Linked DNA regions of Athene noctua: region 2 is linked to region 1. The links are chromatin contacts, called in public Hi-C maps. All regions are on one chromosome and are shown on one strand. Each heading gives the region's core, a stretch centred on a gene start, on an enhancer-like site or on the middle of the called end of the contact. The rest is flanking DNA. Distances are from core to core; before and after follow the strand shown.

The links. A called contact is a pair of places that touch in the nucleus more often than the background predicts.
Region 2: a Hi-C map of heart shows a contact between it and region 1, with 1.8 times the contacts expected there. The contact joins the promoter of C13H15orf40 here to the promoter of WHAMM in region 1. A contact is called at or near these places in 2 of 2 Hi-C or Micro-C datasets (heart and liver).

The regions. Positions count from the first base shown.
Region 1 is chr13:5,209,442-5,215,213 of bAthNoc1.hap1.1, reverse strand. WHAMM (WASP homolog associated with actin, golgi membranes and microtubules) reads right to left here and starts at 1,387. Exons shown (of 10, transcript XM_074917300.1): 1 at 845-1,387. The coding sequence starts at 1,384. FSD2 (fibronectin type III and SPRY domain containing 2) reads left to right here and starts at 3,496. Exons shown (of 13, transcript XM_074916679.1): 1 at 3,496-3,649; 2 at 5,613-5,772. The coding sequence starts at 5,654.
Region 2 is chr13:5,345,493-5,351,708 of bAthNoc1.hap1.1, reverse strand. C13H15orf40 (chromosome 13 C15orf40 homolog) reads left to right here and starts at 4,487. Exons shown (of 5, transcript XM_074917024.1): 1 at 4,487-4,572; 2 at 4,646-4,775; 3 at 5,837-5,964. The coding sequence starts at 4,501. BTBD1 (BTB domain containing 1) reads left to right here. Exons shown (of 8, transcript XM_074917356.1): 7 at 1,922-2,068; 8 at 2,841-3,942. The coding sequence ends at 2,999.

The DNA.
Region 1 (5,772 bases), core at 138-2,637:
TACAATCATTAGGCCAGAATTTGACACCTAAAAAAAGTAACACAATTTCTCCAACTACAAGAAGGGTATTTGGCATAGGCCCATGGCTAAGTTTGGTTTTAATATAAAAGCTGAGGAAAAAAAAAACCCTGAGAATCCTCCACTTGCAAGTCTGAGACCTTCACAGAGAGGTTAGGAATTAGAACATGATCGTACTCTCCCTTTTGGTTACTGTTCCACCCATTTCACAACACTGCTGGATATTTTTAGCAATGTGTTTTTGTAAGAGTGCTTGCAGCTCAAGTGTGTGCCCCAGTGTCTTCTATTGACTGCCCACCTGGAGCTGGCTTATTCCCCACTTAATAAACTTACAAAGTCTAATGGCACTCCGTGCTTGAGAAAGTTGACTTAGCAGTTCCCAGACAATCAAAAAAAGTGTTTGTGTAAGCACAAATCTGAACATTGGCCGATACTAGGAGCAAGGTGGTATTACCAACTTGGTCACCCTTGCTCACATGTGAGTCTGGCCTGAGTGCCTGCGGCTCTTGAGCAGAGGCTGCCAGCCTCACGCACTCAGCTCCCAAGTGAGCGAGAGGTGCTAAAGCTGAGGCTCACAGATGCGCTTGGAAGCTCTGCTGCAGCACCGAACAGTGACGGCGATCCGACAGAGAGGAAAACATTTTCCTGCCTGCAGGGAGAGCGGGAGGTGGCCCTGCAGCACCCCCACCCCGCACCCTCCGGCCGCTTCGTTCCCTCAGGCCAGCAGGCCCGGGCCAGGCCACAGGCGCCTACCGGCCCCCTCAGGCCCCGCCGGCGCTGCAGGGCGGCCCCTCCGCCCCCTCCCGCCCGGCCCCTCGGCCCGTACCCGCCGCAGGGCCTCCTTAGCCCGGGCCAGGTGGCCGCGCAGGGCCCTCCCGCGGAGCTCGTGGAGACTCTCGAAGTACTCGTCGTCGTGGCAGCGGTCAGCGGCGAAGAGGGCGTCCAGCACCACTCGGCCGCCGCAGAGCTCCAGGGCCCAGCTCAGGTAGAGCTCCAGCTCCCGGCACAGCTCCTGCACCTCGGCCTCACCCGGCGCCGCGCCGCCGGGGAACAGCACGGCCCAGAGCCCGCCGGCGGCGGCGGCGCCGGGCAGCGCGGGCGGCAGCGCGGGGAAGGCGGGCTCCAGGCGCGGGCAGACGGCCGCCAGCTGCCGGTGGACGCCGCGCAGGGCCGGCGCCGAAAAGAGGCCGGCCCAGCTCTGCGGGGCCTGCGCCGCCGCCTCCGCCCGGCCGTGGCAGGTCACGGCGAAGGCGGCCTCCACATCGTTCCAGGCCACGAGGAAGCGGAGCCGCGGCGGCCGAGGCTCGGCAAAGGCGGTGTCGCGCACGGCCACCCACCCCTCCAGGCTGTCGGGCTGCGGCTCCATGATGGCGGCGGCCGCGCAGCGAAACAGAAACCGACAGGCCTTAAAGGCGCCGCGCGCACCAGGCGAGGGGGCGGGACCCTCGCGCCGCGTCGCCGGCACCTCGCGGTCCTATTGGCGGGCGTCGACAGATGGGCGGGTCTAGGGACGGGACTTCCGGATGGGGCGGGGCATCGGCCTCCATCCCGCTGGCGCGGGAATAAGCCATGGAGTTGGGAGCGGGCGGCGAGGCTGCGCGGCGCAGGCAGAGAGGCCCCGAGCGCGCAGGGGAAAGGTGGTTTCTGTGAAACGAGGAGGTTCTGTGAAGAGCGGTGGGCAGGGTGCACAGGACACACGGCCCTGCGGGACGGAGCACGGCCTCACCTCTGGGTGTTCCCGCGCTGCGCCAGGCCTCCGCCATTTCCCGTCACCCGCCTGGAGCTGTTGGCTGCTCTGGCCGCTGGCTGAGGGAAAACTGCTGTGTGCGAGCTGTGTGCGTACCAGTCATCGTTCCCACGGGCCCGGCAGAATTTCACAGCTTCTTCCCCAAAGCCAGCTCCTTCCCTGCGCTTTAAAATGGAGATATGCCCTATCCCGTGCCAGCGTTGGAGCCCTGGGGCTGGCGGGTGAGCCCAGGCCCCAGCGCCTGCTGTGCCACACCACCAGAGGCCATGGCCACAAACCACTCTGCAGTCAGGGGTGCTTGTCCTTAAACCAAAATCAGTCCTAACATTGTCATACTTACTACAGTGCGTAAGTATCACATCACCAGCCTCTGAGGGGAGTGGAGAGCAAAGGTGCTTGTATCTAGCACATACCTCTTACTCAGGCCTTGTGTGCAAGGCTGAATTTAATTCACAGTAAACTGAATGTTATATTCTAGTCATTGGAAGCAAGGCTAACACAACTGATTTTTCAACAAGGCCTGCAAGATAGTGTAGCTGAACAGTATAGGGCAAAAATAAGTTCTTATTTGAAAAAAATAATAAAATCTGTCAGAGAGCATAAATGTTAACATTTCAGCAAAGGCTACATCATTTATATGAAAACATTTCTGCTCTGATGTCTCAGATGATAGAGGCACTGTCAGAGGTAATGAGATCATGACTACATGGGTAATTAACTTGTAATTTCTTACCAAAACAGCAAACAATTGCACTGCTAGAAATGTAAGGAAATGACACCAAGTTTAATTGGAAAAGGAGGAAAAAAACTGTGTCAAGATCCAATAGATGCTTTCCCTTGCGCTGTCCCCTGAGCTCAAGACATATATAATGCAATGTTCTCAAACGTGCTTAAAAACCTCCTGCCAGCACGTCTGGCTCCATAGCGTATTTGCAAGCAGAGATTATGTATGCCGGACAGCTGTGGGTTTGAGAGGATACATAAAGCTCAAGTGTTACAGTAATCACAACAATCGGTGGTAATATACAGCCTGGGTTTTATCAGGTGAACCATTACTGCAGACAGAAGGGATTTGTTCCCATCAGAACCCTCCCTAGCTGGGCCATTGGTCGCTTTCTTCACTATAATCAGCTCTCCAGAGGTCTAGAGTACACATACAGGGTGAGGATGTGTGTATGTGTATAATAAGTGTGTGCAACATTATGAGTTCTGATTTTTTCTGAATTTTAATATTTTTTTCTAGAATCTGTTCTTGATTACAGACAACCCCATAGTAAAGCTTCTGCTAATTTAATAGAGAGGACTTTGCCATTAAATGTTTGCCAAGAACAAACCAGGTACTTCCATTTATTGTGCAGCAATGCTGTAAGCATGCGTTCAGTCATTTGAGCTAGTTTGTGCAGAATGCATGTTCTGTCTATCCCACACACGATACTCTGCCTAACACCACAGCCTTGAAAATCACACCTAGAGTCAATGACTGCACTCTGCAGGGTTTATTAATACCACCTCAGAAAGTGAGAGGGTGCTCTGGCTTTAGCGAGGGCTTTCTATAATTGTTCCATGTACTTCAGATCCAGGAATCAACCTTCAGTGTCTTTTCTCAGTGTATGACATTCATCCTGGTGACACTCAAGTAGCACACTGCTGAAGGACAGCCGGGGCACATCTATATTTGTTCCATTGCTCATTGCTGGCATGTCCCTATCTGAGCAAAGAGGCGGTCTAGGGTTACAGCAATAAGTCTTCCAACTGCAGTCATAGGAAGGTGGCAGGGAATTGCTTTTGTGTGAATTTTTACTAGGGGAAATAAATGTGAAGTTTGATGCCATCTGAGCTATCAGAAGAATTTATGACGTCTTAAGATAGAAGGCAAGTTTTTAGGTAGTAACATTCTTTGTTATGTATTTTCGATAATTGATGGTCACGGACTTAAACATTCTTCACTGTAATTGTATCTGTGCTTGTAAACTGAGCAAACACTGAGCAATCATCTGAAAATCTTATTTAGGCAGCAGGGTTCCAGACGAGCTTAATTATGCTCATTTTAATTTATGTCATTTAATTTCATTTTGGTAGGAGAAATACTTGTTAATTCACTTTTCTAGTTAGCAGTAGCTTCTAAAGCAAGCCTTACTGTTATAATTATGGGGAAAAAAGTCTTTGCGGGAGCCAGACAACATTTTCTGGTATGTGTCAAGACCTTTTTTCTGTTTAATATGTTAGAATTTGCATGATTTATTTTATCGCCTTTAGCATAAATAGTATTTCTGCCTAACTTCAGTGTTTTAGTCTATAGTAAGATATTGTTAGCTGTAGAATCCACACACATGTCTGCAGTGCCAGAAGACAAATGGTGAACTTCTGTGTGTGTTTTCTTACAGATCCGGTAGGCTGGACTGTTTCAGTCATTGATATAAAAGCAAAGAGTCAGAAGTAAGTTAGCATTTTTCATGGGTTCAGGAAGTTGCTTTCTAATAAGTCACTGTCTGTGTTGACTTTGTTAGCTGAGTAATCCTCAGGAATATTAGTAAAATATTGATGAAATAAATTTGAGGTGATAGCAAGTACCTGAAACTACAAAGACCATAAAAAGTAGTTTGAAAGCAAAGCTCATGTGAAAGCTTCTGCAGAAGCTGTGATAACTTTGATGCCTGACTAACCTTTTGGCTTTTTTTCTGCGAGAAAGTGGTTTTAAAGCATTCATATGCTTCACTTAGGTAGGACTAGATGTAACTGTAGTTCATTAATATTCAGCTGAAATCTTTGCATGAACTCTTTTAATTGTAGTAGTAAACTGCTGATAAAATTGACCTGAGTAGTTCTGTAGCTGTGATTTTGTTCATGCTGTGGAGGGCTGCAGGGATGTTTCAGCTCTGACAGAGCACTGTCTCTGTACTAACATTATTTCATGTACTGTTGTTAATACAGATGGTTGGAAAGAGTGGGCTTGGGGAGTCAGCATTAAAATTGCCTTTGCACCTTTAATGTTGTTCCATGTACATCTGCTTTATCACACAGCTTTGTATTTAACATCCACATGCTCTTTTCACACCTCCCTCATTGCACAGAATGGACAAAGTGTGCAAGCTCCAGGTCAGAGCTGACTTCTCTCAATTCAGGGGTCAATGACCTGCCTTGCTTCCTAGTTACTCTGTGCTTTATGATGGAGATCACCACTGATCTTCTTTCTGAGCTTCATTTATGTTAAAATATGTATTTTCACAGCACAGGAGAACCCCCGAAGGACACTGTTTTTCCCCGTTTCATAGAAAGGACCTGAGACCTGGACTGAGAGTAATGTTAAAAGAAACCTCAAGTTTTGGTATCAAAAATGGCAACTTGAAAAATCCAAACCAGGATTTTTCTGGGCATTGACTAGTGTGTTATGTGGCATCAGTGGTCACAAGAGAGGGCATCCTACAGTATGCCTGACTGACAGTTCAGGAAGAACACTAGACAGGAGCTGAAGGGTGAGCAGGCTTCAAACCAGGCCGTCTCCAGTTGCACAGAACAGCACTAAGTGCTGAGCTGAGGACAGGACTACTCCACAGTTTGGAAATCAGACATCAGGATCACAGATGAGCCACTCAGAAAACATAGGATGCACACCAGAGACTGCTCTCTGCTGTGCTTTGTATGGATATGAGAAAAAAATAGGCTTTCCATAGCTTCACTTCAGAAGCTTCACTGAGGAAGTGAAGCCACTGGCTTTGGTCTTCCCATACCTACCTCCAGGCCCTGAGTGTTCCTCAGCAGAACCTATTCCATCTATATATTTTTAAGCAAGAAAAACTCATGCTTGATATCTAAGTATGTAGCTAAGGATCTTTCTTATCTTTTACAGGATTGAGACTAACCATCTCAAAAGCCTCCTTGAGGATACCAATGTCATTCAGGTCTGGCAGCACAAGAGAGCATGAAACTAGTGACCAGTCAACTGGTCGTTCAGCTTCCCCACCAGTCCCAGAGTCTAGTGAGATTGAGGCTGAAGGCTTGATATTTTA
Region 2 (6,216 bases), core at 3,238-5,737, 130 kb before region 1:
ATAATAGTTTTGGTTTGATTTTAACCTTTCTAACAAGGTATTGGCATTCCATGTCTGGCACGGTTTGACTCTGTGCTATGTATGTCGTAACCTGGTACTATCGCATCACACTGATTTATTAAGTATGTGGGAAATTTTGTGAAAGAAACCGTCTGTGACGTCATGTGGGGACAGGAATTCCATTGTCCTTATCTTATTTTGTAGACTTCTGGCATGTGCTGGGACTGCTGTTTTGGTTCATTTCTGGGCATCCTATTTAAACATCAGTTTATTTGTTTTCTGTTTCCTATTTGATGATTACTGTTCTCTGACCATCCTGTACTTAAGGATAGGAATTTTGTGTCTGTCTCTTAAGAAAAAAATGTTGTGCCTTTCCTTTTATGATGTTCCAAACAGAATGTAGCTGAAATGAGGTTTTGAAGGAATTTATTGGCTTTTCCACATTCCTCAGTTTAAAAGCTCACTTGCAATTTGATTTGAAGTGCCATCAGTTTGGTTTTCTCAAACAGTACATTTATGTAAATGAGTAACATAATGCACTAGATTGGATCTTTAGAACAAAAGAGTTGGTGCTGAGAACCTAGCAGTTATACCGTACATCTGTGGGGATTTTCACTTTGCATTAACTCGTGTTTGATTCTCTCAGCTGAATTCCAAGATGAAAGCATTTGGTGTGCTTCCTCAGCATGTTTACTGTATTTATTTCATCTGAAAAGAATTTAGTTCTTGCAAGGCAAACCAAAGCATATTAAGTAGGAATGATCAAGAGATTTGCTTGAAAAACATGCTCCCAGTCCAAACTGAAAGGCTAATGTACCTTTATGTTTCAGATGAAGGCCATCCATCTTACACAGGTTCTCTTTATTCTGGAAGTAGCCCCAATTCCTGATGGCTCTGAAACTTTCTTGTCACAATCTTATTAGACAGGTATTTAAGTCCTGTGTCTCTGCCTTTCTTCTTGGACCTGCATCAGTACTAGCAGAGCTCCAGAGAGTTATTTATTTAATTATTTAATACTTGTCCTAAAGTAGTGATAGTATATATTGTAAATCTTTTATGTGAAAGGGGCTTAGGACTTCAGTGTTATAATTGTAAATATTTCTATTGATTGTGGCCGGAAAAAAAAATTTGAGCATGTTTTGCCTAGAATAGGGCTTCATCTCATTTGTGCAATATTAAATATGATATGGGAATTTAATAGTATCAAAATTGATTACTGCACCAACATTCATGTTACTCTAAAGCTCTGATACCCAGCTTCTGCAAGAGGTGTTCAGCAGCATGGATCAGGATATCCAGATGAGAAGTGAGGTATCTGCTATTACTGCATCTTAGCTAGTGATTCCTATTTGCCACTAAAATTGAAGGCAAAAGAATTAATATGTAGTCTAAGTGTAATTTTTATACAGAATCCAGAATAGAAGTAAATTTTACAAAACATAGCAGCACAAGTTCTTGTTTTAAGAATGTTAGCATTGACTGCCTATATTATCTGTAAAAACTTGTTTTCTAAATTAGCCACAGCCAGTGAACATGCTTCCCTCATGTGGGCTGCGTTGGCGTACAGAGATCAGCAAATCTAAGTACAGGATTATGTGTAGTATTTGAAGGTCAGAAGCTGAAGGTCTGAGAGCTATTTATTCTTCACCTCCCAAGCAAAGACTGTAACCTGGTTGGAGCAGTGTTGAATCTAGCCCACAGGTCGGACAGCCTGTGTAAAACTCAGAAGCCATCATTCGGCATGCTGCTGGGTCAGCCCTAGTGGTATCGGGAAATGACACCTACTTTCCAATTGTGCTGTCCTTGCAATTAAACTGGGTGGAGTAGGCAAGTGTTTGGTTGTAATCTTCCAATCTGCAAACAATAAGAATCTTTCTCCAGCTTGTAAACCTAAAAATACTATTTTCATGTTTTTGTACAGATAATTGATTATGAGAAGAATCAAACTCTAGGACAAAACGATACTGGGTTTAGTTGTGATGGAACAGCCAGTACATTCAGAGTTATGTTCAAAGAACCTATAGAGATTTTGCCAACCGTTTGCTACACAGCTTGTGCAACGTTGAAAGTAAGAATGCCTAACAGTCCAGAAGAAAATACTGTTTTGATGCAAGAATTGTTCTTTTATCTGTCTTCTGATGGAAAAGTGTCTTCTAGATCTTGAATTTGTTTTAAGTTTAGTGCTAAAGCAGGATGTAGTTAAACTCCACAGTAACTTGTAAGTCTGCTAAGTAACTGTAAGACTTCTGTGCCACAGCACAGAATTTGTAACTGGATCTTTTGTGCCTCCCCACTTTCTGGCTTGATGTAAGAGTTAGAATGAGTCCTTCTGGAAGTCACTGGTTCTGTGTGGGCAAAAGCACTATCTAGAATATTTAATCTGGAAGCTCTTTATCAAAATGTGTTTGATTTCTTTTATTCTAATGACTAGCTAGAGTCAAGAAAACAGAAAGGTTTTTTTTAATCACTTATTGTATTCTAGTGCTGAAATATAGGAAGGAATTACTGTTCCAGGAAAGTCTTCTCTTAATGTTATGGACAAATTTATTTATTCAGTTTTCTCCAAAATCTTTTAATATTCTTTTAAATATAATTCCCTATACAGAAATGAAAGTTGAGGGGGTTGGATAAAATCAAGCTGTCAGAGAAACTTTTCTTTGTTAGCTAGACATAGTGCACTTGCTTCTGTTGCCTGTGATTTTGTATATAACTTAAATAATGTGGGTACAGAAATTTTATACTATTAAAATAACCTAAGTCAGTAATGTTAGAACTTCGACATTTTATGGGTCTTGCTGCCCACTTCCATTCAGTTGCTAATCCCTTCTGATATTTTTCAGGGTCCTGATTCCCACTATGGAACAAAAGGTTTGAAGAAAGTGATCCATGAATCTCCTACTGCTAGCAAAACATGCTTTGTCTTTTATAGTTCACCAGGTAACAACAACGGTACATCAATAGAAGATGGACAGATACCAGAAATCATATTTTATACTTAATTCCACATGATCATCTCGAATGCCTCTGTGTATCAGTGGACTTCAGCTCACTATTGACAGCAGTTAAAATCCTATGAAACTACATGAATGTATAAAATTTTGAGAACAAAACTAGTTTGAGAGGTACCAGAAAAGCTATTTTCTCTGCATCATTATTGGCAGAATGTAATTTAGCTTTTCCTCTTACCAAATTGTCAAGTGGAATAAATGCTCTGTATATTGAGAAGGTTGTTTTAAATAGTATCTTGTGATTAATTGCCTTGTATTTTCACCCCTTCATTTCTCATGTAGTAAAATTCATTTTCTGAACTGGAAAATCCTTAATCATTATGAACTTCTTGTGTACGTTTTCCCTAACCTGTCCTAAAAAGACAGTAAAGCTGCTGCTGTAGTTCCAGCTTACACGTATTTCCAAAATGACCTTGGAATGACCCTACGGACATGAATTGCTACTATATTTTTTGAAGTACATCCGCAAAGATGGATTCATATTGCTATCATCTTGGCTGTTTGGATGAGCTGTGGAGAATTAACGAACTTAGCCCTGCAGACAGCATCTGCAGCTTCACTGAAGAAACACGTAAGTTAAATTCAGCAACAAACAGATCTTTCCAGAATCTCTCTTAATTCAGAAGGGATGTTTTGGAACATAGAGCTGGTTATGGAAATAGCCACTGTATATACATATGTGCCTATAAGAAAATGTATAGTGTGAAAAGGAGAATACAAGACTTGTAATGATGTTATTTTATCATACTAAAAAATTAGTATGAACTAAGGATTGTGTGCAACTGGTTTTATGGATTGCATACACTACTTCGATGCAATGGATGTATGTATATAATATTCAGTGTCATGCGGAATGTGCTGTGTAGAAGTAGAATGTCTCCATGTACAAAATCCTGTACCCTCCCCAAACTTACACTAAAGTAATAATTTGAGAACACGGGAGGAAAAAAAAAAAAAAAAAGAACTTCTTTTTTCTCTAATTTCTCTTAAACTGCCTGCTCCCCGGACGGTCGGGCAGGTCCTAGGTCTCAAAGCAAGCCGTGCATTCCACATAGCGCTGGGGCTCGGGTGTAATGGGAGCTGTCAGTGTGAGCTTAAGGGTTGGACTGGATGATCTTCAGGCGCTTTCCCAACCCAGGCGGCTCTGTGGTTCTGTATTCCCAGCCACCTGCCCTGACAAGTTTCCGTCAGCGCCCTCCGCGGGTTCTTCTCTCAGCCGAGTCGCGAAGGCGTGGCTGGGACGCGGCGGGGGTGAGCAAGCTGCCGGCAGCCGGGGCTGGGCGAGAGACCGCTGCGCCGGGCCGTGCCGGGAGAAGGCAGCGGGGCCCCGGGCTGCCCCGGCACCGCCACCGGGCTGCCCCGGCACCGCCACCGCCCGCTCGGCCCCGGCCCGGCCCTGGCCGCGCACACGGCGGCGGGGGCGGAGCCCGGCGGCGGGGGCGGGGCCATGCGGCGGGGCGGGGCGGTGTAGCCGGAAGGGCGGTGCCGCGCCATGCCGGGCCTCGCCCGCTTCCGGCGGCCGCTGGCGGCGGCGGCGAGGGGCGGCGGGGCCATGCCCCGCAAGGTGCGGGCGGGGACCCCCGGGGAGCGGGCACCGGGTGGGGACCGCGGTGACCGCGCCTCTTCCTCTGTTTCAGGGAAAAGGAGCCGGGAAGGGGCCCGCGGAGACGGGCGCTGCTGCCGCGGGACCGGTGGTGGCGGCGGCCGACGGCTGCGTGAGGGTGGCGGTCCGCGCCAAGCCCGGCTCCCGGTGCAGCGCCGTCACAGGTGGGGCTGCCGGCGCGGCGGGCCGCCCTGCCCGGCCTTCCCGCGCCTGGGGGGGCGCATCTCCCGCGGGGAGGGGCGCGGAGGAGGCAGGTGCGGCCCCGCGCGGGGGGGCGGGCGTTAAGATGCTCCGGTCGCCGCTTCGGAGGCGGGACGCGAGGCGCCGCCGCTCGGGGAATAACCGCCCGCACCGGGGAGGCTGCTGTGCTCACGGGCCTTTCTGACGAGCGTCTCCCTAGCCACTGAGTTGGAAAAATAAATATTCCGAAAACGGAAGAAAGTAGTCATTTACAGAAAGCCGGTAGCAGCTCTTTCCCGTTCCCCCGCAGGTTCCGCTAGGTGGTGCAATGAGCACGATGTAAATCCCTCTGCATGTTTTTATTTTTGTTGTTGGGTTTTTTTTGAAAGGAGTAACGGCAAACCCCTTTGAGCAGCCCTTCAGTTTGACGTGGGTCACTTTGTGCGTGCTGTTTGCATCCAGAGAGGTTGTGCGGCTGTAGTTGAGCTGCAGAAGTTTGATCTAATAAAATGTGTTCTCCCTCTGCAGATCTGGGCTTGCTTATCTACAAATCAAAAGTGCTTTTTATACAGGCGTGTGTGTATGAGGCTCATGATGTGGACTGTAGTAGGGTATCCAGGCTCAACTGGCAACACGAGGAAATTGTTGATGATGGCATAGCTCTCTGGACAAACTTATTTATCATGTTTTTTTTGGTGAGGTAACCTGATTTGTATTACCCACCACGATGCCAAACTGGATTACGCCTGCATCAGAATGGGCAATATAGAGAGGGGCTTAGAACTGTGCCCCAGTTGTGTAAAAACTGATAATTCATGGCTGCACCCTCAAGGTCTGGCTGTTCTTTCTATCAGAAGATTATCTTTGTACTGGCTAACAGTTTTAACCTAAGGGGATTTGTGAAGTGTAAAAATGTCATTACCTACTGTAAGTCTGTTTGGTTTTACATTAAAATGCTTCTGGAAACGTAAACATTCACTTTTAGGAGACAGTAACTGGATGTTTTGAATATTTTGAGCATAAAATTAATAAATATTTGTTGCAGATGTGACAGCTGAGGCAGTAGGTGTAGCTATTGCTGCCCCTCCATCAGAAGGGGAGGCGAATGCAGAGCTGTGTCGCTACCTCTCTAAGGTGCTAGAAGTGAAGAAGAGTGAAGTTATTTTAGAGAAGGTACTTCCTTTTTTTTTGTTTGTTTTCTTTTCAGTCTTGTTCTACTGCAATTTTGAAACTTATTCCTTGAGTACAGGGAACTACTCTACAAGTTCAGTCCAAAAGACACTTTAAAAGTGTTTAGTTGGGTTAATGAAATAATTCATTGAGAACAAACCAAGTGTAAGAAGAACCACAGCTGATCTTGGGATCTTTAATCAGAATAGTTATCATCGTGATGTATTAATCCAAAATTTGTGTGGTTCCTATTTT